Linked DNA regions of Ovis aries: region 2 is linked to region 1. A link is a contact called in public Hi-C data. All regions are on one chromosome and are shown on one strand. Each heading gives the region's core, a stretch centred on a gene start, on an enhancer-like site or on the middle of the called end of the contact. The rest is flanking DNA. Distances are from core to core; before and after follow the strand shown. Region 1 holds the start of RFESD (Rieske Fe-S domain containing). Region 2 holds the start of ELL2 (elongation factor for RNA polymerase II 2).

What was found. A called contact is a pair of places that touch in the nucleus more often than the background predicts.
Region 2: a contact with region 1 is called in a Hi-C map of tail adipose tissue, with 4 times the contacts expected there. The contact joins the promoter of ELL2 here to the promoter of RFESD in region 1. A contact is called at or near these places in 2 of 16 Hi-C or Micro-C datasets (hypothalamus and tail adipose tissue).

Annotation. Positions count from the first base shown.
Region 1 is chr5:92,603,269-92,610,724 of ARS-UI_Ramb_v3.0, reverse strand. RFESD (Rieske Fe-S domain containing) reads right to left here and starts at 2,889. Exons shown (of 5, transcript XM_060416026.1): 1 at 2,827-2,889; 2 at 425-1,052.
Region 2 is chr5:92,913,401-92,920,856 of ARS-UI_Ramb_v3.0, reverse strand. ELL2 (elongation factor for RNA polymerase II 2) reads left to right here and starts at 2,729. Exons shown (of 12, transcript XM_027970525.2): 1 at 2,729-3,016. The coding sequence starts at 2,861. It overlaps LOC114115026 (a long non-coding RNA gene), which reads right to left and starts at 2,584. Exons shown (of 6, transcript XR_003589533.3): 1 at 2,543-2,584.

The DNA.
Region 1 (7,456 bases), core at 1,640-4,139:
CTTAAGTTTCTATAAGACAGTGGGGACAAAAGAAACATGAAGTTAAAGGAATTTCTTCTTATTCTTGAGCTGAAAAGCACAAAGTTGCTTTTACTGAGTCTGGGGACTTGATCTACACTTATCAGAATGCAAAACTCCAAGGTGACACCTTTATTTTAGGTTCAGAGATGAGAAATGCCATAGCTTTAGATTTCTTTGTCTGGCAGAATAATAGATAAAACTAGCTACCTTTAGTGAGTGCCAAGTGCTTGGACTCTGCATATATGAATTCATTAATCCCCAGGAAAAAATGCCTATTTTCCAGATGAGGAAACTAAGGGTAAAGGACTTTCACAAAAGCTTGCCCAAACTCACAAAATCACAGAGAAGATTCAAACTTAGGTCTTATGTCTAAACTTTGTGAAGACTGATATATAAATCTTACCATTTTATCTAAGTAGCATCCACGGATTTATAAAAATAGGTGGCACGCATATACACTATCTTGAAGGTACAAAACCTTTTCGCAAAGATGTTTGTGTGTACCCTCCACATATATATATCCTTAGATGATGGTCTTGAATTTTTTTTAATTTAGGAAAGCCAATGTGCAAGACTCGTGTCAACAAATGTTTGAAACGAAATCAGTTCAGTTCAGTCGCTCAGTCGTGTCCTTCTCTGCGACCCCATGGACTGCAGCACACCAGGCCTCCCTGTCCATCACCAACTCCCAGAGCTTACTCAAACTCATGTCCATCATTTTGGTGATGCCATCCAACCATCTCATCCTCTGCCCTCCCCTTCTCCTCCTGCCTTCAATCTTTCCCAGCATCAGGGTCTTTTCCAATGAGTATGTTCTTTGCATCAGGTGGTGAAAGTATTTGAGTTTCAGCTTCAACATCAGTCCTTCCAATGAATATTCCCAGGACTGATTTCCTTTAGGAAGGACTGGTCGGATCTCCCTGCAGTTTAAGGGACTCTCAAGAGTCTTCTCCAACACCACAGTTCAAAAGCATCAATTCTTCGGTGTTCAGCTTTCTTTATAGTCCAGCTCTCACATCCATACATGACCACTGGAAAAACCAATAGCCTTGATTAGATGGATCTTTGCTGGCAAAGTAATGTCTCTGCTTTTTAATATGCTGTCTAGGTTGGTCACAGCTTTTCTTCCAAGAAGCAAGTGTCTTTTAAAATTTCATGGCTACAGTCACCATCTTCCCTAATAATTTAAGAGTTGCGCAGCCAGTCCTGGAATCCGCAGGTGTCGTCTGCGACATTAGAGACCTTACAGTAGCAGCTGCACTCACCTGGGTTTGAACCCCCAGCTCTGCCTGACTTGTGAGAAGTCGGCTAATGTCGCTGCGATGCAGTGTGTGCGACTATAACGCAGACCTGCACTAAGTGCAGTGGTAGGGACAAACGTCTCAGGACAGTCAAGTGTCCAGGGTGGGTCCTGGGGGTGGGAAACTCTGCAATCACCGTGGCGGTCATCTCTTAAGGGTCCTGCCAGCTCTGACAGCCTATGGGCAAGGACTTCAAGCTGTGTTCAACGTTTGAGTCAAGACAACCTGCAGTTGTCAACACCAAGCTCAAGAACCGAAAAGACAACCAGAGCGTGGCTATCAAGACATGGGTGATCATTCTGCCTGCAGACTTCAGGAGTCGGATACCCAAGACGGCTGGGGCTGCGGCAACCCTGGGGCAAGTTTCATACATTTCAGAGCACAAATGCTAAGAAAAGTGAAAGTCGCTCAGTCCTCTCCGATTCTTTAGAATTCTTCAGGCCAGAATACTGGAGCGGGTAGCCTTTCGCTTCTCCAGGAGATCTTTGCAACCCAGGGATCGAACCCAGGTCTCCCGCATTGTGGACGGATTCTTTACCTGCTGAGCCACCCGGGAAGCCCAAGAATACTGGCTAGCCTATTTCTTCTCCAGTGGACCTTCCCGACACAGGAATACGAACCAGGGTCTCCTGAAGATTGCAGGCGGATTCTTTACCAACTGAGCTATGAGGGAAGCCAAATGCCAGGAAAGCTTGTTAAAAAATGGACCAGGGAAGCGGCTGTTAAAAAGCAGAGACATTACTTTGCCAACAAAGGTCCGTCTAGTCAAGGCTATGGTTTTTCCGGTAATCATGTATGCATGTGAGAGCTGGACTATAAAGAAAGCTGAGCACAGAACTGATGCTTTTTCACTGTGGTATTGAAGACTCTTCAGAGTCCCTTGGACTGCAAGGAGATTCAATCAGTCCATCCTAAAGGAAAGTAGCCCTGAATATTCATTGGAAGGAGTGATGCTGAAGCTGAAACTCCAATACTTTGGCCACCTGATGCAAAGAACTGACTCATTTGAAAAGACCCTGATGCTGGAAAGATTGAAGGCAGGAGAAAGGGATGACAGAGGATGAGATGGTTGGATGGCATCACCCACTCAGTGGACATGAGTTTGAGTAAACTCCAGGAGTTGGTGATGGACGGGGAAGCCTGGCGTGCTGCAGTCCATGGGGTCGCAAAGAGTCGGACACGACTGAGCAACTGAACTGAACGGAAGCTGCAGGTCCGGAGTGAGGACCAGCCTTGACGGTGAACAAGCTCGATGGGCCCGCAGTGCCCGGGCAGAAGCCTGTGCTGGGGGTTCATCGTTAAGGAGAGCTGCGTCTAGGGCGGCGGGACCGCAGCGCTCAGAAGACCCAGGATGAAATGCAGCACTGCAACCGCGAACCCACCCCCAGTCTCCTGCGCCACCGGAAGCCCGAGCCCCGGGCCCGCCGCCCGGCCGGAAGTGGCTAGTCTCGCGAGCCCCGCCCCGCGAGAGGCCGCCCAGGCCCGCGCCGGGAACAGAACTTACCTTCCCTGAGTCCCTGCCCCACCTCCGCGAGACCCGGCCGCAGCGCCGCCGCGTGAGGATACTGAACCGGCCAGGGAAGCCGGCGGCCGCGTGGCGCTCCGCGTGACCGGGCGGGGCGGGGCGCCACCGCCCACGTGACCCGAGCGCGCCCGCCCCCGGGGCGGCCTCTGAGGCGTCGCGGGCTGCTGACCCTGCCTGACCGCGGCCGCCGGCTCGCCGCGCTCCGCCGGGACCTCTGAGCTGACCGTCTCAATCGTGTGTTTTACCGACGTGGGCTCCCCCACTTCATTTTAAAACGTTTGCTGAGCTCATCACATTTATCTAGATTTTGAACTCACCCGGGGGTTTTCCTTCTAGAAATTTACCTCATAAAAATATTTACTAGAGTTCGTCACGATGCGTATAATCTATGTATAATGGTGTTTATTGAACTCACTCAGGGTCTGTCTTCTAGAAATTTACCTCATAAAATATTTAGTTTGTCATGATGCATATAGTCAATGTATAATGGTGTTTATTGAACTCACCCGGAGTCTGTCTTCCAGAAATTTACCTCACAAAAATATTTAATAGGAGTTCATCACGATGCATATAATGTATGCTACTGCTGCTAAGTCGCTTCAGTCGTGTCCGACTCCGTGCGACTCCAGAGACGGCAGGCCACCAGGCTCCGCCGTCCCTGAGATTCTCCAGGCAAGAACACTGGGGTGGGTTGCCATTTCCTTCTCCAATGCATGAAAGGGAAAAGTGAAGTCGCTCAGTCGTGTCCGACTCTTAGCGACCCCATGGACTGCAGCCTACCAGGCTCCTCCGCCCATGGGGTTTTACAGGCAAGAGTACTGGAGTGGGGTGCCATCGCCTTCTCCAGCATATAATGTATAATGGTGTTTATTGCCAGAAAAGTGACAAGAGCTCAAATGAGCCTCAGCTGGGAAGTGGTTAAATACAATGTAGACATGTGAATTACTTTCTAACCACATACTCACCAGCACGGTTCATGATGTAATGAATGAATTTGTTACAAAGTATGGAATACTGTGTAGTATGCTTTCTTTGGGGGTAAATAAAAGTTATTTCTCTAGATACAAATAATGTAGATATATGCACATAAGCTTAAAAAATTGGGTCTTTAAACTTGGGGGGGGAGGAGATGGGTTTCACTCTCATCTTTTGAACTTTGCAACTTTGTTTTTTTCTATTTATGTTTCTGTGAGGAAAAAACAAAACAAAAAACCCACACACGTGCATGTGTTCAAAGTTGGAAGCTAGATGAGTCTGATAGGTTTTTATATTTTTAACTGGAGGAAAACTGCTTTATAAAAATCAGCCATATTACACGCATATGCCGACGTTCTTGAGCATCCCATCCATCCCCACTTCCCACCCCTCTAGGTCTTCACAGAGCGTCAAGGTGGGCTTACTGTGTTATATGGCAAATTTTCACCAGTTATCTCTTTTACACGTTAGTGCATATGTCAGAGTAACTTTCTCCTTTTGTCCCAGTCTTTCCTTCCACTGTGTCCATAAGTCCCTTCTGTATACCTGTGTCTCCATTCCTTCCCTGTGAATAGGTTCGTCAGTATCATTTTTCTAAATTCCATATGTATGCGTTAATATAATACATTTATTTTTTCTCTTTCTGAATTATCTCACTCAGTATGACAGGCTCTAGGTTCATCCCTCTCTCTAGAACTGACTCAAATTTGTTCTTTTTTATCGCTTATATTCCATTGTATATGTGTACCACATCTTCTTTATCCATTCATCTGTTGATGGACATCTAGGAGTCAGTGATGCCATCCAACCATCTCATCTTCTGTTGTCCCCTTCGTCTCCTGCCTTCAGTCTTTCCTAGCATCAGTGTCTTTTCAAATGAGTCAGCTCTTTGCATGAGGTAGCCAGAGTATTGGAGTTTCAGCTTCAACATCAGTCCTTCCAGTGAACATGCAGGACTGGTTTCCTTTAGGATGGACTGGCTGGATCTCCTTGCAGTCCAAGGGACTCTCAAGAGTCTTCTCCAACACCACAGCTCAAAAGCATCAATTTTTCGGTGCTCAGTTTTCTTTATAGTCCAGCTCTCACATTCATACTGCTCTGAATATTGGGGTACATGTGTGAGTCTGATAGGTTTTTAAAGTTTCCCTGGCTGTCTTCTAATACAGTGGTTCTTTGGTCACACTTTAGTCACCTGGGAGTCATGATTCTAGACCAATCTAATAAATCTCTAGGGGTCATGGGAGGAGAGGAAATCAACATATTTTTTTCTAAGTTCCTCAGTGATTCCAGTGCAACTTTAAGGTTGAAAGCCACAGTCTGCTTTTAACATGCTGACATACTGATTGAAGATGCTAGAGAGGCCCAATGGGTCAGGGGCAGCTGAAACCCCGGGACCTAGTTCATTGACCCCAGTATGCCATATAAATGCCTTTTTTCCCCTCTATACGCCAAAATGTGTAAAAGATTGAGAAGCTCAGAATAATGAATTTGTGTACCTAGCTATTTTTTAAGGGGGCCATACCCTGGAAGCACTGGGGAGCTAGTTCTGTGACCAGGGATCAAACGAGGTCCCCCTGCTTTGGGAATGCAAAGTCTTAGCCACTGGACCACTAGGGAACTTCATGCTTTACCAAAGTGATAATAAAATATATTTGGGTTTATTATAATTTAAATTATCTGTTAACTGTCTCAGATTATTTTGCCAGCACATGGAGTGTGTTAGCAATACTCAGCTTGAGTCATTGAAGAACCATATAAGCACTTTTAATGAAAAGTTCTTTTTTGCTTTGTTACAGTTTAGGCATTAAGGAGCTTCCCAGGTGGCTCTAGTGGTAAAGAACCGACCTGCCAATGCAGGAGACGTAAGAACCATGGGTTTGATTTCTGAGTATGGAAGATCCTCTGGTGAAGGGAATGGCAACCCACTCCAGTATTCTTGCCTGGAGAATCCCATGGACCTCAGAGGAGCCTGGAGGACTACCATCCATGGAGTCGAAAAGGGTTGCACGTGACTGAAGCAACTAAGCATGCATGCGTGCACGCAGGGGCATTAAAATAAGACACATCTTAGATCCACTGATCTTAAATCTGATTTTGAATTAATTGAAGACCTCAGCAGATATGTGGTCAGGTTGGGATCACAGCAGATCACTCATGGGTACACAAAAGCGAAAGACATGAAAAAGTTTCTTATATCTTTACCTAAAGTATTAATATGGTTGGTCATGTGAAAATATGAAATGCTTGGAAAACTATAGTGGGTGGCAGAATAAACCACCTCTCTCAACTTCTGAGACACACACAAAGCTATGTGCCCAGCCTACCTGGCACAGGGCACGAGCTAACAGCAGGAACCCATAAAGCCCTTTTGAAAGTCATTATGAAAATGTGCTAGTCTCTGAGTTGTGTCTCTTTGTGACTCTGCAAAGTATAGCCCACCAGGCATCTCTGTCCATGGAATTCTCCAGGCAAGAATACTGCAGTGGGTCGCCATTCGCTTCACCAGGGGATCTTCCCGATCCAGGGATCGAACCTGGGTCTCCTGCATTGCAGGCAGATACTTTACCATCTGAGCCACCAGGGAAGCCCCAGAGTCATTACATTCAGAATAAAATTAATGATTCCTACTGTCATTTTCCTTTTCCTCTCCTCACTCCCTCCTTTCCTTCCTTTCTCCTTCTCTCCCTCCCTCTCCCCTTCCTTTCCCACCAACCCCCCCTTCCTTTTGTTGCAATAGAACAGTTCCAGTCAGTGTGGGCAACACTTCCACAAAGTTCTACCTGAGAACATTTGAGGGTAGTTTCTACTTCTCTCCTTGGAACTAATTTTTATGTCTGTGCCTTCCCTTTCCTACTAGTGACACCTAGTGGTAGCCCTGGAAAGGAGTTTTGTTCCCAGTCACCAAAAACACCTATTTCTTTCTGATCTTGCCCCTCCATATCTTTGTCTATAAATACTTTCAAATGTCCCTTCCCACCTTTGTGAACCCCCTGCTCTTTTTAAAAAATTAATTAATTTATTTGTCTGTGCTGGGTCTTACTTGCGGCACATTGGGTCTTCCATCTTCATTGTGGCATGTCAGTTCAGTTCAGTCGCTCAGTTGTGTCCAACACTTTGTGACCCCATGGACTGCAGCACACCAAGCCTCCCTGTCCATCACCAACTCCCGGAGTTTACTCAAACTCATGTCCATCGAGTCGGTGATGCCATCCAGCCATCTTATCCTCTGTCGTCCCCTTCTCCCGCCTTCAATCTTCCCCAGCATTGTGGCATGTAGGATCTTTTTTTCCTTAGTTGGGCCATGCAGGCTCTTGGTTGTGACACATGGGATCCAGTTCCCTGACCAGGGATCGAACCTGGTGCTCCCCACCCCACCCCACTCCTTGCATTGGAAACACAGGGTCTTAACCACTGGTCTTAACCTACTCTTGCTGTTAGGATCAAGCTGTTTGTAGGCAAGTTTTTCTGAGACCAAACCTTTCCTTCTGAGAGGTTCAAAAACTGCCTTCAGTAATAAGCCAAAGTTTGTTTTGCGAGGTAGTGAGAACCTTTGTATGTTGCTAGTATCACTACTGGAGAAGGAAATGGCAACCCACTCCAGTGTTCTTGCCTGGAGAATCCCAGGGATGAGGGA
Region 2 (7,456 bases), core at 1,480-3,979, 310 kb before region 1:
CCAGCTCTACTTATCTAGAATCTACTAAAACCTCAAAAAATGTTCAAGGTCTACACCTCCACAAAACTTCTCCAGACTCTTTCTTTGAAGCTTTAAGCTCATAAACTCTACCACCCAAATTTAGCACTTACTAATTCTCTAATCTCTTTGCTTTGAGTTTGTTGGTTCCTTCCCCATATTCAAACAGAAAATCCCTTTAAATAAGAGACTATGCTGTTTAATTTTTAAATCTTCCACAGCATTTTACATTTATTTAGCATTCAATAATTGTTTGTTAATGAAACTGAATAATAACTAAAAACTAAAAATAATTATAAAATAGCAAACCTCCCAAAGAGCAACTTTCATCAGCCCCCTGAGAATGAGTTACCCTTATCAGCATCACAACTTGTCCAATTGATTCAGGCAGGCATAATGCGTACTTTGCAGTGAAGAAACACACAACTAGATTACCCTATTACTTTGTATTAACACATGGTCATTGCTTCCTTCCATAGTTGAAATGCTCCAAAGGGAGAAAATACAGACATTAACTCACTACAATAATATACTGTAGTACTCGCTGAAAGATTAGGTTACTCACTAAAATACAACAAGAAAAACTTTTTCTTATCACAACTAAGAAAAAAAAATCAATTTCTATTAAGTGCCTGCAGGTCAGACATTTAAAAACTATAGTGAAAAGCACCCTAGCTCCTTCCCCACCCTGTGGATGTCATCAGAAGTTCTGAGTAAGAGGAGGCCAAGTTAAGATGCCATGTGGGCGGGGATTTACCCACCTTCACCAAAAAAGGAATAGTATACAGGTTTTACTTGTTCTGGTCAGTCTCCCCCACCCCCCACCCCCAAATAATTAAAGCTTTGGATATGTGGTCAGTCCTTCCCTATTAAAGTAAAGCCAACAGGAGAAAAGAATAATTCAAGAATAAAATTACTTTTTAAATTATTTTGTGATTGCCTGGCTTATTTAATGAATTTAAGATAATTAAACACTCTAGTAAACTAGATTAACAAGTGTTAATCATGTCTTAACAGCAAGCAGAATCTAGTGGATTGAAATTAAGTCCATTTCAAAAATGCTTTCCTGTGGCGTAACAACACTTAATACAGGCGTTTCCACTTAACCCATATTCTATGCAAGGAGGATTCGTTCAGTAATTTGTTTACAGAACGAATCTGTAATCTGTTCTGTCATCTGTAAGGCTCAAGGGTCTGAAACGCGAGGTAGTGTACATGAACGGTAGGGGATTGATTAAAAGCGGGAGGTGAATCATGGAAAACTCCCACTTGGAACTGCCTGGAAAAAAATAATGGCACTATCCAATTTAAAAGTATGGGAAACACTGATTAAATACCTATACATTTTTCCTGGGGACATCCCAGTCAACGCAACGGAGTTTTACAATCTGAGGGAAACAAAAAAGCGTCTCAAATTTTTTTAAGTAATTGAAAAAAAAAAGACCTTGCAGTAGTTTCATGCCTTTGAATAGTTTGCTTTTTTAATATCTGGTGTCGCTGATCTCCGGTTAACTCATCGTCTGACCGGAAGCCTGTCCAGTGGATCCACACGCCGCGCTGAAAAGCGCTCGGGCTTAGGCGTCTTCCTTTAGCCACGCCCACACACGGAGCGTCGCAAGGAACGGAATGTGCGCCCAGCCTCCTCACCCCCTCACGCGCCGGTCTCCTCCACTTAACAGCAACAGCTCAAACACCTCCCTGTCAGATGAAACGGACAGAACCCAGACGAAACCAGGGCATGATGTCGCTGTGTCTCTTAATATAAGTGAAGGCCACTTAAACTCTCCTACTGCCCTTCGAAAGGAAAACCCTAAGTTCCGCCCCAAGTCCCATGCGTGCATGCATAATTTATACATAACCCTGCTCCTACTTTGGAGAATTTCAAAGGAACGGAATACATTTCTCCGGGATGGCAACCGGGCACGGCGTGGGAAAACCCTTCAATTTCCGTTTTCTGCTGTGCCCACCGCACCAAAGCCTCAGGTACCGGTTCCTAAACTAGCTTCACGTTCGTTAAGAGGCTTCACACAATCTAGCAGAATTCTTCAAAGCCAGGGGCCAACTCGCTAATTTCAAATTTCGGGCGAAAGGATGACGAGGAAGAGCGTCCTCCTCCCCAGTTCCAGCCGCTCATCAAAGCGGTGAGTTCTGAGGAGCAACTCTCCACAAGTGACTGCGATCTTCCCTCACACGCACACATCCTACTCCACAGGCTAAAGCAGCCGTCGGGGAACGAAGTCTTTACTTGGCCATCAATTTGGGGTAGGGAATCTCCCTCCCCAAGGACCACCAGCGCAGGAAGAGTCTCCTCCACTACACTCCCACCTCTGAGTACCCCCACAAGGGGCGGAGCTCGGCCTCCAGGGAGTCAGACCAGGCAACCTGGACACCCTAAATTAGCAGGAGATTTCCCCAACACACACCCCCAAACCAGCCTGGCCAACAGCCGCCCGTGAAGCAAGCCGATCAGGCGTGACGTCAGGTGTGATTAAGTTGGTGCGTCACCTCGACGTCAGCCTCTCACCTCTCGGACGTCCCGTCCCGGGAGCAAAACTCCGGCTACTTTGGGCTCCGCCCCGTGAGAGTGGGAGGTGGCCAATAAGGGCGGTCCTGAGGAGCCCCGGGGTCCAATGAGACGAGCCAGGGGCGGGGCAGGAGGCCGGAGGGCGGGGCGGGCGGCGGCGGTGGCCGCCGGAGGTCTGGCCTGCGCGCAGTATATGACAGTACGTCAGCAGCGGGATGGCCGTAGCTGTGGCGGCGGCTGCAGACGCCCGAGCAGCCGCGGCCGCAGTGGAGGCTGGAGCCCGAGCGGCGTCGGCGGCGGCACCCCGGGGAGTTTAAGATGGCGGCGGGGGGGGCGGCGGCGGCGGCGGGTCTGCGGGAAGAGCAGCGGTACGGGCTGTCGTGCGGGAGGCTGGGACAGGACCACATCACCGTACTGCATGTGAAGCTCACCGAGACGGCGATCCGCGCGCTCGAGACCTACCAGAGCCACAAGGTGAGGCCGGGCGGCTGAGAGCAGGGGGGAAAGGGCGTCCCCGGCCGCCCAGCCGCGCCGCCCCCTGACCGACCCGGCTGCACCTGGCTCGGGGCTGGCGGAGCGGTGACTCGCTTCGGCTGCCGTCCGCGCGCGCCGCGGCGGGGCAGGGCAGGGCCGGGCGAGGGTGGCTGACGGCCGCCGCCGTCCGGGGCCGGCCAGGCGCCGGGGCGTGTGGCCGGGGGAGGCGAGCGGGCGAGCGGGCGGGCGGGCGGCCCCTGGCGGCGGGGCCGAGGCCGCCGCAGCCCCTGCGCTGCGGGGACTTTCCGACGGCGCCCGCGGGGCTTTTCTAGCCTTTTCGGTCCCGCTGAGGGAGAGAGGCAACCAGGGAAGAGATGAGTGAAATGGCTCCTCTGCCCCCACGACGTTTGGGGGTGGATGGGAGGAGGGCAGCGTCCAGACGCCGAACCGAGAGGACCGGCTGGCACTAGCCGTCCGCTTCGGGGGGTGGGGGGCGTCCCAACCGTAGAGCCGCGGAGAGCCCGGGACCCAGGCGCTCCGCGTGTGAAGGTGGGACACACACTTTACCCGCAGGGACTTGGGGACACATGGGCGGCCGCGTACGGGGCGTGGAGGGGCGGGTGGGGTGGGTGCCCACCGTGTACTCTCAGAGGCTGATACGGGCGCTCCGCGTACGCGGGCGGAGGAGGGCACACGGGCGTTCCCAGAGAACCGGGGAGTCACACACACACACACCCAGCGCTCACCCGGGAGCAAGGACCTCGGTCCCCTAGAGAGAAGGATTCTCGGTGGCTCCTCATCCCCCAAAGACGCGTCGCTCGCGGCTGGGGCTGACTCACTGACCTAGAGAGAGACCAGCATCGGGGTGTCGGGGTGCAGGGCTTGGGGGGAGGTGGTTACACTGCATTCTGGGCAGACTCGGGTGTCGCACCCCGCTCCGCCTTCCGGAGAGAGCGTGGACACAGACACACACAACTCGAGCATAGCGAAGGCTCACAGACTCAGCGATTGTAGAGGACACACCAAGGAACGCGTTTGCAGGTTTTAGGGGGAAAAAAAGTGAGAGAGAGCTTGGAAGGCACTGCGAAGGGACGCAGCAAGCGGAGTGCTGGGGACGCCGTTTATGGCCATGCAGTACCGTGTGTGGGTGAGGGAGGCAGAGTGGACGCATCGCGAAAGGGAAGGCAGAGATCATCTGAGAAATCGCTTAACAGTCGCTCGGAGAAGAGAGACATCCGTGGAGCAGAGAACCCGCAGGGCATCCCGACAAAGAGCCGAGCCCATGCCACGGAAACACGCACCGATTAACTGATCTCATAAAGCAGGCGCAGAGGCCAGGAGGACACCCGGACACACACAGTTTTTCAGATAAAAGTGGAGAAAGGAATTAACATCTGTTGAGCTCCCACTAGTGCCAGGCACTTTAAATGCTTCGAAGGAAGGCCCAGAGCAGCAGGCAAAAATGGCAGGAGAGATGTGAACCTGGGAGCCTTAACCAGGGGGGACAACCTTCAGAGACGCCCCCATACCTAAGGATGCGCACAGGGGGAGGCGTGCGGGTGTGCACAGCTTGAGAAGTGCCTGAGCTCACCTTCCATGTAAACAGCAGCAGACTCAGGGACATGCCCGCAGATGGCACTCACAGAGTGGATGCATGGATGTACATTCCAGGGCATATGTGTTACCCACCAGAGACTGTACAGGTGAAAAACCCTCAGATCCAGGAGTGGAGGGAGGAAGGCATGCACAAGGAGAAGCCTTGCACACACCTGTGAAATCTCAGAGGGGAAAAAGGTCTCAAGTATGACTGGGAAGTCAGTGACCACCCAGCAGTAGGAAGGCGAGGAAATAAAGACAGAAAAACTGCTTGTGTCAGTAGCTACTCCCAGACAGGTGCATCTGCAGGGGAGAGAGCAGCACCAGCATGGAGTGCGGGTGCGGGAAGCCAGATAGGCAGGCAGAGGAACAGGGGCAGACAGTGGAGAGAAACTCAGCCCTGCAAGATGGAGAGATAAGCCTCTCTCTGTTCCTAGGGGAGGGCGTGGAAGCAATGACAGAGGGAAGAAGGTAGGTCAGGGTATGTAAAGAGGAAAAAAACGCTCAGAAACCAGAGAGGAAGGAGTCCGCCGGAGGAGGCCAACCTGCAGTCAGAAACAGACCCAGGGAGCAGATAAAGGCTGACACACAGGGGTGGGGAGAGGCATCTCTGGGGGCAGTAGTTCGGCCAGCCATCTTGGGGGACAACTGGCAAACTGTACAGCTGATTACAGTAAGATTGACAGGCCCTGGATCAGAGGGAAGAAAGAGATGGGTGAGGAGGCCCACACAGGGAAGGAGTGCCCCCACCCCCCTCAGGAGAGCGAGGTGACAGAGGAGCCCCCAGTGCTCCCTGACCTACATGGCTGCTGGGGCCCAAGAAGAGAGTGCTATTTGTTTTCCTCCCTTGGTTTCTGCCTCCTACACCTTAGCGCTTTGTGCTTGGGATTAAAGTTTGGGTCTAAAAGCCCCCACATTTATATGCCATTGTCTTAAGAAATAGATAAAAAATTCTTCCATCCCACTGCTTAGTTCTTGATTATTTATTTTCACTTTATAGGCAAAGGTACCAAAGTCAATGGCTTTCCTTACTCCTGACTACTTCTATTGCCTATTAATATTATTACTGTCTGTTTCCATCTCTGTGTATGCAAATTAAGAGGCCTGGTCAGTCTGTGCAGAGGCAGAGAAGGGAACCACAGAAGACTTTTCCAAGCTCCTCTCCCTTTCTGAGTGTAGTCCTTGGGTGCCTTTTCTTCTGGAAGGGTGATACAGTATGCAGGGAGAGCAGGAAGAAATAAGCTGATTTGACGGTTGCAATTGGTTCCAGCCTTGTTTCTGACTTAACCAGTTCTGTCCCCAGGCCTGACTGTCTCTTTGGCCACAGAAACATTTTAAGGGACTTGAAAAAAGCAGGAATCGGGGTGAGACTGGAAACTTCTGACAGCTGAAAAATGGTGTGTTCAGCCAAACCTCCCACAGAGGTATCCTCAGGGCCTCTCCTGACTCAGGCAGGACCAGGGCTCCCCCATCACCATAAAGTTGCCAGCAGTGGGCAGACGGCCCAGCTTTTATCCTCCAGGAGAACGATACATACTTGGGTTGTTACACTTTCCACACTTATCAAAGTAGGGCTCCTAACTTTAAATTGTAGCTGCATTTGGAATTCTGTTCTCTCCTGGGGAGGAGAGGCAGGATAGCTTTAACCTCTTATGTGAAACTTTATCATTCCTGTACTTGATAGGAAGGTGCTTGATGCTTGACAAGTGGCCTCCCAGGTGTTGGCCTATGCAAGGTTATGACTGTTATTCCTCTTGTGATGATTTTCTAAGACCCAGAAACTTCAAGAGGTTAATTTCCTAAATTAAGTATCAGAGTTACTTTTATCCAGATTATTTTGTATTGGATTTTCCTAAATTAACCTACTTGACCTAAGACTTCAGGGAGGTACATTCAGGAATTATAGGAAGCTATGACTTAGGCTAAATACAGAAGTTCTCTAGATGTAATTGGGCAAGTATCTGAAATTATTAGAGTCCATGGAAACAGAATCTTTAATTGGAAACAATTCCTCACTGTTTCAAGACAAACAAACCTAATTGACCTTCATTACTCAAGTTTTCTATTTTTAGAGAAGAAATGAAGAATGCTATTTGGGAACCTTTTAAACGGAGATTAGGGTGGGGGATAGAGACATTGTGAGTTCAGGAATGGGAGTTATAGCTGGAGTAAATATCTCCTAAAAGTTGTTTTTCACTCAGTTTGAATACAGAAACAGTTTCCAGTTGATTATATACAAAAATGTATTAATTAGAAAGTTATTTTCATGGCTTGCAGAATGAACTCAGAATACTGATATAGATATTTAGTATATATTTCAAAGCTACTTTTTTCCCCCATAGTTTATTTTGAATGAAGTTAAAGTTGCTAAATAAAATCACATATTACAACTTCATAGTCATTCTAAATTCATGTCTGAATTTATGGTCTATATAATCCCTATGCATTTTAAATGATTTAATTTTACTTTAAATCCCTATACATTTAAATACATTTTATATGTTACTATAATTACATATTTCTCCCAGATATATCCTAAAAGTGTTTTAAATCAAACCTCAGAATTCTAAAACTTACCTTAGCCAATTCCTTCAGTAATGTGTAGCTGGCTTTATTTTGACATTTGAGTAAGTAATTTTGCAGTAACAAAAACCTTATCAAAATATTGTTTTCAGAATCTGCCATTGCTGAGCCTGTTTGATTTTTTTTTTTTAATGTTTACTTAAAGTTTCAAAGGTGGTGGCTCAAATAATACTATGACGTTTGTCCAACTATTACATAAATGTCTCGAAAAGATGCATCTCAAGGCAGGAGACATTCATTCTCTATGCCTGAGCATGAGAA